2 separate regions of the Zea mays genome follow, and region 2 is linked to region 1. The links are chromatin contacts, called in public Hi-C maps. All regions are on one chromosome and are shown on one strand. The core of a region is the stretch at or near the end of the contact, and the rest is flanking DNA. Distances in the headings are between cores, read along the strand shown.

Region 1 (5,661 bases), core at 1,278-3,777:
AACATTGGTGTAACAAGTACCATCCTTCCTTTCCATTTTCTTTTGGATGGTAGAGAAGTCCATAGGTTGGGTAATAATCTGTCAACAAGATAAACTAAATACATGAACCACTACAAACAAACTTTATTGAAACATAAATAAATAAATATCAAGTGTCCCTGCCTTGGCTGTTCGATAACAAAAGCAGCTCTAACTAATAAGTAACTAAGGTGCATCTAACCAGTTTCCAAGGAGAAGCTAAATACAGAGAAACATATACAGCTACATGTCAAGGATTCCACAATTTGAAGTGATACATAAAAAATAATAAATGATACAATCATGTAACAGATAATAGAGGTTAAGGATACAACCTTGTATTTCAAGAAACTGAACATAAACTGTTGTATTCATTCAATGGTAAAACTCTCAAAAGGGGGTGAGAAGGTTCCACTGATAAAGGAAAAGCCACTAACTACAATGGCTCATGTCTATTGTAGTTATATACTTATATTTATATACAAGTGCTTGCAATATAAGGCAAACGGAGGCCAAACTGGATCAAGATAAAAGTCAGTGTACCTTGTCAAGATTTTGTATTGCTCATACATCCAGGATAACACTAAAGATATACAACAACATTAGTGATAAATATTTTCACCTACCTACAACAATATCCCCTTGTAACCAAAATTACTACTCTGTTAGGAATCAACTGCAGCGATAAATGACAAAATTATATTAGCAGGTTTAGCCATTACGTTGTGATAGTCAGGAAGCTGTAGAGTTACAACATCCACCGGCTCCAGAAATGGCCATGCATCTTTATGAGAGGTGATCTGGAAGAATGAAAATCAAGAAGACTGAGTGCAAATGGAAAAGAGATGAATGGAAACTTTCATATGGCAAACCAATCACACACTTTCTGATTCTCCTATAATGATTGAATGAAATAACAGACCCAATGCTAGCGGCTCCTACATAAGTGGGGTCTGGGGAAGGAATAACTGAGGCACCTTTAGGCCTTGTTCGTTTGTCCAGGAATGGAGCAGGAATCATTCCAGCCGATCAAAACTTATATAATTTAGAGAAACAAACCGGCTAGGAATTGTTCCATGCCTCCATTCCGGAAGAAACGAACGGCCCCTTAGAGGGATGGTTCTCTCTCCAAAGGAAGAGATGTAGTGATCTGGGGGTAGAGAGGTCAGGGAGACACAACAAAATCTCTATACAAAGATTTGACTTCTGGTGGTGTGGTGAATCAACATAAGGTGGACGTATAAGACTGCATAGCTCTTCTAATGGTGAATATCTTTCTGTGGATGGCATTCCATTGTAGGATCCAATCAGCAGTCAGAATTAACAAAACAAAGTAGACTGTAATGACTTTTATTCTTCCTGGCTTTAGATATAGAAAGACAACGGTTGGCGATTCTCTTTTGCTGTGCAGGTTCCAACAACTTGATCAAGGAGCCAAGGTGGTAGTGGTCTTATTCAAGCTGGTGGCCTTGCTGCAGAACTGGAAGGTGATGGTTTCAAGGAAGGATAAAGAAGAGTGGCAGAGCTTATCAGGAACATGGTAAACAGCATTGAACAAAATTAGAGTGCTGTTTTCTCTATTGTGGTTGAGTTTTGGCTAGGTAGCAGGAGTCTGGTGTTGTTTTTGCATGAACTGCTGAAAGTAAATGCGGCTGTGGCTGTATATTTGTCGGTTTTTTTTTGCTGGTAGGTTTTTAGAGGAGTTTGCATAGTGGTTGTTTAAATTCTGGTGAGTATTGAGTTAGTTTGTGTTTTTCAGGTGTTAGAGATCTTCCTGCAGTAAGCTGTGCCAATGGACTTTGGTCTAAAAAAGGAAACTGGAAGGGGCCACTGGAGAAGAAAATTATAAACAATTAAACATTGTCGAAATTATCTAGTCGTTTACTGTTCTAAATTGGCCAGACTTTCTACAGCATGCTTCGCGACCCAACAGAACAGAACGAACCAAGCAAGCACTGACAAAGTTACCTCTTTCAAAAGCACGCCGAACTGGCGCATAAGGTCCGGCATTCCCCTCGAGGATGCCCCATACCTGCCACCACCACCACCCTTCCTCCCGCCGCTTCCGTGCTTTTTGCCATCGTAGAAGTCCGCCACCTCTTTCACCCGCCGCTCCAGCTGCAGCACACACATCGCCAACAAACCCCAATCTGAGAATACTGCGCCCGAATTGTCACGCCAACAAACAAAAACACAAATTCCCCCAAGTCACCAAACAAAACATTCTAATCGACGCTTCTCTCGCGCCAGAGTCGCGTCATCGTCGCTATGCGAGACGGGAGGAGTAGGCGGTCAGAGGATTACCACGTCGGTCTTCGAGACGAGGTCGTCGACCTGGCGCCGGAACGCGTCGGCCTCCGACTCCACCTCGTGGGGGCCCGCCTCCGCTGCCCGCGCTGGGGCGCCGTTCGCCGGTGTCATCTAGGGTTCGCGGCCACGCGCGTGTGCCGGCGAACACCTGCAACTACACTACAGCTGAGCCGACTAACGTCGCTCTGACGGTTTTTTCTTTCCTCTGTTTTTTTTTTCTTGACGGCGCCTGGTGTTTATGATGATGAGCATATGGGCCTCCTAGGCCGGTAGGTGTACAGCTCTTTATGGGACGAGATGAACGTGACGACAACATAAGTTGGGCTGCATAGGTAGGCTAAACGGGCCTACTCCGCAAGGTTGTGGGTCGCTTTTTGGAACGCTCCCTGTTAAGTTAATCTTAGAGCAACGCTAAGAGAGAATTATGTGTGTGCCCGTGCGTTATCATGATACTTAAAAAATTAGTATAAAATATATATATATATATATAATGATAAATATCATTATTATATGCTTCCCAGTGAACGCACCTGGTTGACGAGAAGCTGGTGGGCGTGTGCGCAAAAAGGGAGGCGTGACAGGGGAACGTGGGGCGAGGCCTGGACTTCGGAGGTTGCGCTGGCAGGAGGGCGCGTATCTCGGGCATCGCAGAGCTGACGCCGGGCGAACGGGGGGCATGGTAGTGCCCGTGGTCTACAATAGTTCCTTAATAGGTAGTAGAGTTAGAGATATCTTTTCTGTACTACCTATTATAGTTAGGTGCACGTACGTTGCTACGTTTTCTATTCAAATATGTTCTAAACCTTTACAATAAAACCAACTATAAAGATGTTTTTGTTGGTACCTCATTTAAGAAAAAAAACATGAAGTAGCAAATGGTCGTAGTGGAAGGTCACCAATGAACTGATATAGAGCAAAAGTTGTAGCTTGACTTTGTGCTTCTTGTTTATAAATTTGGTTTAATAATGGCAATTCAGATAAAAGAGATAAGATACTGGTGTGATTTGTTACGCACCGATATCTCAGTGCATCATGCACTTATAATAATTTTATGACAACATGCAATTTGTAGGTCGAAGACCCATTATGATGCGGTTTTAGCTCCAACATTCTTGTTATATATTAAATAAGTGATGAATATGGCTCAATTAGTAGTTATCGTAGTGGAAGATCAGCAATGAGCTAATATAGAGCAAATTAGCAAAAGCTGTAACTCAACTTTGTGCTTCATGTTCACAAATTTGGTTTAATAATGGCAATTTAGATAGGAAGAAATAAGATATACTGTGATTTGTTACACACTGATATCTCAATGCATCATGCACATATAATAATAATTACTATCTCAGTGCATCATGCACATATAATAATAATTACTATCATGCCACCACCCACTAGTGCGCCTCGGTCCACACCTGACGGTGTGGCCCGCTCTCCTGCAGTTGGCGTGGTTCCTAAGACTCAGATCCCCCGTCGCTAGGATTGCAGGTTCATTTGTATTAATCCGAGGGACTCATATGCTAAATCGTCACAGCGAAGGGGTACACAGAGACCTTGGCCGTTGGATCAAAACCAAACGGACCGGATTACATCTAGCTGTACAACGACCCGCCCCAATTGGAGCCCTCGGATCTAGATCTAACGGCCACCAGGAACCCGACCGAAAACAACACCTACTCTAGATCCCCATCGTCAGATTAGAATTTGATGGTCACCATTCCTCGCAACGAAGGGGTACATGATGATTTAATCACCACCACCCATTCAGATCCGACGGTCCACACCCGATTGGAACCAACGGCTCAGATCTAACTATACTAAACGACAGCGCGCCATGACCCAAACCGTCCGCTTCAATCCGACGGCGCGCAAGCGTCTTCAATCCCCAAGCCCAAGCCGCGGTGGCGCAGTTCACCGGTGAGGCCATGGCCGACGCCCTGATGTCCTAATCCGCTATCTAACGAGTTCTACCCTATGAGAAGGACAAGGTGAAGGACGTGGTGGTGGATTTACCAGTGATAGAAACAGTGACGAGCCCTGCCCATGGCGTGCGGTGCCACCGCGGCGGAGGAGAAATTCCGGCGACGAATTCCCCTGGCTCCGAGTTATCGCATCCCCTTAGGTTGCCATAGGAACCTCCGCCGAGCGCCAATGAAGCTCCCGAGCACCCCAATTTGACCCCGGGTGGCGTGATGATCCAGGGCCTGTACGGCGGCACCAGCGACTACCGCAAGCAACGCGGGCGCGGCTAAGGTGGAGGAGTGAATGCCGGGGCGAGTCGAGGTGAGTCCAGAGGGCGCGGTTGCGGTACTTGCAGACTGTTTTGAAGGGGTCTCGGTCAACTCCCACGCCGTGAGGAGCTGATGCGGTCGCCGACGACTTCGGCATGGTTGTTATGGGAACGAAGACTGAGTGTGCGGTCCCACACGACAGAGGGACGCGCCGAGCGCAAGCCACTGAATGGTGGGCCCAGGCCATCAGAGTCCTCGTGTGGAGCAGGTGTAACATCCCAATTTTGATCCCAAGGTTAGAAACCCTAAAACTCCTAAACCCCCCTAATTATCTCCTAAGACCCCCACCTCATAAGGCATTTCTTTCATCATATGCATGCACCATGGTTGTTAGAAGCACCTCACATAGAATATTTTGACACCCAAGAAAATATAGCTAAATATTTGTTCAAAAGAAAAAAGGAGATTAAAAGAAAAAGGAAAGAAATAGAATTAGAAAAAGAAAAAGAAAAAGGAAATCCTCTCCCCCCTCCGCTGGGCCGGATCCGGCCCAACCCTCTCTCCCTCTCTCCCGCGCGCCCGTTCCCTGCTCGGCCCACGCGGCCCATCTCCCCCGCGCGCGCCCTCCCCCTCTCGATCACCATCTCTCTGACAGGCGGGCCCCGCCTGTCAGCTCTCTCCCCTCGCCCGTGATCTGCTATCGACGCGATCACCGCCGGCCGCCGCTCGCTCCGTCGCCTCGCCATTAACGCGCTCGCCAGAAAGGTTTGGCGCCTTGCATCTCTGTCTCCTTGCACCTGCCTGAGCCATCCCATCATCGTCTGCTCGAGCCATCCCATCGCCACTGTGCGCCATCATTGCCGCCATGGCAAGCTCACCGGTGGTCACCACCTCACTCCCCCTTTCCCTTCCCGGTCGCCTATAAAAGGACCACCCAAGCTCCATCCTTCCTCACACCGGCCTCGGCTACTCCCTCTCCCCCTGCACTGGACCGAATCGCGCTCAGCGCCGCCGCCTTCCTTCTCTCCGGTGAGCTCCGCTTTCCTCTCTCTGTTGAATTCTAGTCAAATTAATGTAGCTCTTGAGCTCCACCGCTCCATCA
Region 2 (6,435 bases), core at 333-2,832, 310 kb before region 1:
GGGTCGAAGATCCAGTCTTCATATCTGAGAAGTACGGTGACCCGAATCGATTGATACCCAGCTGGGGATCTCCAACCACATGACATATGTAGCACTTAACCCTTGCATATGTCAACTCACACTTGGTTTTCTCAAGACCAGTACGGGTTCACGTGACCCGAGAGCATAGTACCCCACCATCCAGCCACTTGCTAGGTGGGTACACGTTACTCCCGCCTTCTCTCCACTCCCAGTGCGTGCGATCTGTTTTGGTATTGGTCCGACCGAGGCAAAGCTTACCCATGACGAGGCATGTGGCCACTTAAAGGGTCCTAGATTAGCAGGCCAACAATCGTTGCGGTCCTTAAACGACACAAACGGGCGACCTTTCCTGCTCAACTTTTGTTCTCAATTTAAACTATTTCTCAAAACCTTGTACCTGTCAGAGGTACCATGGTTGAATGATGAAGTCATCAAGGCCTTTGATACCTTCATCACTCCAAGTCCTTTTTCTTTGTAAAAACATGATTCATACATCAAAATATTTTGTTTCTAATCTATAAGCATACTAAGCATATCTATCTTTTTCAAATTAGGTGCCAAGGATGATAAACAATAGTTTAAGGAAGTTATGCAGTAAAGGTTTAATCATTCATCTCCTACCACCTAATGCATCATATAAGTGATAAAAGTTTTGAAACACAAGGAAAGGTTTAAATGAATCGGGGCTTGCCTTGATGAGGAGGTGAGTCAGGCTCTTCTACCAAAATGTTGTAGTTGGCAGCAAACCTACTAGAGCACCTTCGGGAGGACCTTCGGGAAAAACTTCAGTTGGAGAAGCTTCAGATGGAGGAACAAGTTCCTCTTCCACTTCCACTTCAAACACTTCTTCTAGGTGTTCTACAAGTCAATTACAAGTATATGAATGCTCATGTAATGATATGCCATGTAAACTCTCACTAGGGAGAGGTGGAAAACTTAAATACTCTTAAATAAGCATGTCGTGATTGCATAGTTCTAGGTTACCTAATGTTGGCTCACAATGATCAAACTAAACTTACTTCAGACAATCAGAGAACTAAATAGACTAAAGTTTATCAAACTAGTTGCTCAAGATTCTACATGACTTAAGTTTTATCTAACCCTAGATTAATATTAAGGTTTAGGGTTTTAAATGCCTATACTTTGCTAGTTTATGGTTCTTTGGGGAATTTAACTCCAAATATATTCAAATTTTTACCAGGTTCTAATATAGTGGTAAATAGTTTTTCCACTAATTTTCATAATTTTTGGTGCTCTGGTTTTATTTCTAAAATTCATTTAAGCTGCCTAAGGTCGCTGTTAAATTAGTTACAATTTTCTCTCTTGTAAAAATCCTAAAAATATTTTTTAACAAGCACTACACACTTTTATGAATTCTACAAAATTGGTTTCACAAACTTTGCCTTTCTCTATATTTTCTAGTGGATTTTACAATCTATTAGCAAAAGGAAAAAGAGAAATTGTGAATAGTGCTGGGCCAAAAGCTTTAAATCTGGTCCAAGTGCATAGGAAATCAGCCTCCACGCCCGCAGCCCGCTCCCGCGCTGCACGTTTTACATGAAGACCCTCGCCGATATATATCCATTAAAGAACCCTAGGCACTATTTGATTGTTTCACTGATCTGATCACCTAAGCCCTTCTTCTTTTTCTTATTCACAATTTCACGTCCGCGACCGCCGGCGACCCATTCCGATGAACTCGAGCACATCAACGTGACCCCCGAGACTAACTCATTGTTTTCCCCCAATTAACTGGTCCCAAGTGCTCTAGGTCAACTTTAGCCACGGCGGCGGAGAACCGAGCTCCGCGCGAGGTCGGTCGGGGTTTCTAGCAAGGTAGCGTTCAATCCCCGACTACATCAAGCTTCAGTAACATGTCTAACATACGGTGCTCACCATGGTCGGGTCAAGGAGGACGGGGTTCAGTCGGTCGACGTGGAAGATGTCTCGGCGTTCACCGAGTGATCTGGCGGCGTTCTGGTGGAAGCACTGTGGTAGAATTCAAAAGGACGACTCGGTGAGCATCACTAGGACATAAGACCACAAAACATCGACTAGACAAGCATGACTAACCTTAGAAGGTGTTGGCCATGGTGAACCAGGGAGAAGAGCCGGTGTGGCCACCACTGGCAAGGTCTAAAAGGTATTGGAGGGTTTTCTAGGGGAAAATGGCTTTGGTTAACATGCCTCGGTTACATAAACACAAGCAACCTCACACGAGCATACTGGAGTAAGGATTACAGGGATACCAAAGACACACTCCTCAACCCTAGTGTTTATGGCAAGGGAGAAAGAAGCAAGTTCCTTTTGGGACTGTCCAAGAACCCAGCGAGGAGAAACATAAAGACAACTACTGCATGAGCACAAGCATGTGGACATCCTCCCTCAAACCCACACAAGGTGCCAGCATAAGGTGAACATGAGTCACACCCCCTGCATGGAAGACAGGGAGGCAGGTAACAATAGTCCTATTATCTCAGATTTTGTTGGACAGCTCTGATCTATCCAATTCGACTGAACCATCCTATTCAACCCTTCTTTTATTTATCTCTATTCCAAGCACGGGAAGATCAACCTTAGTTAAGCAACTTTGTTTACCTATACTAGATCTTCAAGTTTGTTATAATCTTCTAGGGCCAAATACACATGAATCACAAGTTACAATGGCTCAAAGTCGACCTCAACTCACTGCAACTAATTTCAGTTGACTGAAACTTAGTCTGTGTTCTTTAGTCGACTGCAGCCTAGATTTCACCCCCATTTCTCCAAATTCTGTAGAAGGGCAGACCATGCTCCCTACTCCAAACTTGTTCATTGAGTACAGGTCTTTCACTTTTATACAACACTCTAGAACCAAGTATATATGGATTACAAGTTATGGTACCCCCAAAGTGGAGCAAAAGTCACTGAACCCAAAATTCAGTTGACTGAACTTGATTCCATCCACACAGTCTGACAGAGCAATTTGGAGAGCATTTTACTCACATTTTTCTGTAGCAACAGGCCAACCTCACTTCAATAAACTTGTGCACTAATATATTATATTCCACTTTGTTACAGATAGTATGGCTTAATACCTCATATATCAAGCACAAAAGAACTCCAAAGTTGGACCAAACACACAACTCTAGAATCTGTATTTGCACTAAGTCAGGAAATCCAGATTGAAGCATAGGATCTTTGGACCAGTTTTGCTACTAGTTTCATACAGCTTTAGGGGCATGATCTTTAACAAAAATTAAACACCAACATGTGGTCTTCCACTTTTTTACAATACCCCAAATCCAAAACTGCATGGATTAGCCACTAACTGGCTTCCAAATTTGCTTCAGACCATAAATTCTTCAGTTTCAGAGATTACACTAAGTTTGGAATCCAGCTTCTGACATACCACATTTGAGCAAGTTTTACAAGCAGTTCCATATGTTTTTAGGGCTGGGAAGCTAATCAAACTTGTGCACCTAGTGTAGCTCTACAAATTTGATATAGTGGACATCTTCAAAGCATCCATAGATCAAAAGTTATAATGGTCCAAATACAGATAGTTGCTAATATTTTTCAGAAATCCAAACGCTAGGTCAAAACTAACTTGTGAGTTTTTCTCCATTTTTTGCTATAAAACTTGGAATTCTCCACACATGAGACTTGTTTGGTTTGGAAAAATTTATGGATTTGATATTTTGACTTTTGGCAAAACATTACCAGCTCACAATTTCCATTGTTGGGGTTAAATCTAAAGTTTCTCCAACTATGTCTTCTGATCTCCACTGATCACCACATTAGATTTTGATTATTTTTTATTCTAGTAAATGCATTCTAGGTGCATTACAACACGACCATGCCAATGCATATGATGCCATACCAAGTTTTAGTTCTAGTAAACACTAGGGGTGTTACACCATAGGGGTCCTTTTATAGCTCTAAAAGGGCTGAGAGCCGTTGTTCCTTCCTTGTAAAAAAACTGCCAAAATGTTGCTTTCTCCGGGAGCACCAGACCGGTCCGATGCGCCACCGGATCGGGTCCACGTGACCCGAGTTTGGGATCCTGATTAGCAGTTTCCTCTTCTGGTGAGCACCAGACCGGTCCAATGCAATACCGGACCTAGCGCCACCTCAGCTAGACGTTGGCTCGCCCGCGAAGTAACCATTGGTGGGTCGTCTAGTGCGCCACCAGACCGGCACTGTCCACAGTCTGGTGAATTTTATAATAAAATTCCCGAGACCTCAAAGTTGGATCGTTCAGGTGGTCCGGTGTACATGGACCCAGTCCATTGTTCCATGCCGCCCATGGCCAAGTCTAGGCGCCCAACGGACCCGGTCAGGTGCGCCACCGGACTGGTCCGGTGAGGCCTAGACCAGCACAACTTGGGCTCTTTTGAGTCTAAGTTCCCCATTCCTTTTCGGCTATTTTTCGTAGCTTCTCTACAACTTGGGATCTTTTGAGCCTAAGTCCATCGCAATTATCTTTAGTTGCAGGGAAGCATCCTTTAGCAAAAGTTGGTCCTTGTTCTTCTATAGTAGGCTCTAGAACTAAATTCAATAAGTGCTCTTGTATATGACCTGCATTGGTGACATAACAATTACATTATTAAAATAACATGATTTCGACTGGTCCATATAGCCCACAATATGGCTGCAATCCTACCATAAATTGCTTCTTAGTATCTAGATTCACACCATCCAACCAATGCCCAAAAAAATGTGATACATTTTGGGGAGCATTGAGACTAGATACTTCATTTGAACTCGGATTAGAACAATATTTTTTATAATTTTGTATATTTTAGTGGGACATACAACTTTGTAGTTAAAAATATTTGATTTGAAGTTGTTTAGTTGCTCAAATATAACACCAAAATTTTAACAAAGAAAGGTTAAAAGGAACTAAACTTCCCGTTGATCTAGTGTAGCGTATGTTGGACAGTAATGAGGGATAGGGGAGAGAGAGCGAGGAGCATAGGTGTTAGGGACTTGTTCTCAAATGCTATGAATTAAGAATAAGGCAACACAAAATGTTATATATTAATGCCCTTCGTCCTACGAAGCATTGTTTCCCTTAGAATATAATGATCTTCAGACGAAGGTCATGAAGGACATACCTTTATCATTGCAGTATACATTAATGAAAGAAGAAGCATATGAAACGTAAAAAACAACATGAACAATTATGTAACATTATTAATTTATTTTTTTATCATATTATCCTAAGTGAATGAAAACAATATAAAATTACAAATTGTACCTTTGGCTCAACAGAAAGCGAAAGCACAAGAGTGACGCAAGAACGAGTACGAGTCAGCGTGAACAATACGGGGGTACTGTTCATCTATTTATAGACACAGGACACAACCTGTGAGAAATTACACTCATGCCCTTTACATTTACTATTGACTTTAGGACAATTCATTGAGGTCCATATTGCCTTTTTCCCTTTAAGTCAGTTCCTTTTCCTACTGCTATGCCGAAGCCCCCATGCGCGTGGCTTCGGAACTGCATTACCCTTCGTATCGTTCACGCTTCTCACATTGTGTATGGTTTAGATCCGAGTCCGAAGATACCTGTTCATATACAGCATTTGGAAAACATTGTCAAATCATGTTTTTGAGGACCTTTGGAAGACAAAGGCCCCCAACAATGTGTTTGAACCCTAAACAAAGCACACACAAGCATAATCTCGTGAAAAAATGTGTTACATGTGATGCCCAAGCTAAACCATAGGAGTTGGTTGGGGTCGTCTCTAGGTCACAACCGGCATGGATACTTGTATCTATGCCTTATTCATAGCGCGTATTTGTTGGGACGAAGGCGAACACGCCACCCTTCACTCTCGACGACTTTGTCCTCACCTTGCACAGGTGAAGGCTGGATTTACGGAACCCGCCAGGACAGGCCAAGGGCACTAACCAGATGGAGGCCTGTTCGACCCCCTTCGCTCACACGAGACAAGACGAAGGCCTCGCCGAAGTCTACGGGACCTTCCACCCTCACCACCAAGAGAGGCCCACGTGCGGTTCGGCCCACAGAGTTAGGCCCCACGTGGGAATGTGTGATTAGGGGCCATGTCTTTAATAAAGTTTACTGTAATGACTGTCTGTAACCTCCCCTCGTGGGAATATTCTGGGGATAAACCAGGTACTCGAGGGTCTAAATGTCTTTGACAGGGACAAGCGGTCCCTCGAGTACCTATAAATACCCCTGTACTGTGCCCAGGCATGGATAGGCTAACGAGGCTTTTGACATCCCATGTTAAGTTTTGCAAACTTTCTAATTTCCCGTTGGATCAACCTGTCTTGAAGGGTGTGACAGAACCTCCCAAGTCATTAGGCCCACCTACAGTTGTCCTTGTCCAACGGACCTTGGACAATTCTGTAGATGCACATAATCACTCGACAAGTTTGGTATATGTATCCTTTT

Evidence for each region. A called contact is a pair of places that touch in the nucleus more often than the background predicts.
Region 2: a Hi-C map of leaf shows a contact between it and region 1, with 4 times the contacts expected there. The contact joins the enhancer-like site here to the promoter of LOC100191869 in region 1. A contact is called at or near these places in 7 of 25 Hi-C or Micro-C datasets (ear, endosperm, leaf and 1 more).

The regions. Positions count from the first base shown.
Region 1 is chr6:78,440,477-78,446,137 of Zm-B73-REFERENCE-NAM-5.0, reverse strand. It overlaps LOC100191869, which reads right to left and starts at 2,527. Exons shown (of 8, transcript NM_001360688.1): 1 at 2,323-2,527; 2 at 1,987-2,136; 3 at 741-818; 4 at 1-78. The coding sequence starts at 2,439.
Region 2 is chr6:78,753,213-78,759,647 of Zm-B73-REFERENCE-NAM-5.0, reverse strand. No RefSeq gene overlaps it. Among protein-coding and RNA genes, the nearest start is that of LOC103629456, 42 kb to the right of the region's middle. Within about 2 kb of position 1,582, at least 13 of the 20 cell types and tissues checked have an H3K27ac peak or open chromatin away from gene starts, as enhancers often do. A contact at or near this core is called in ear, leaf and tassel, where this site is marked.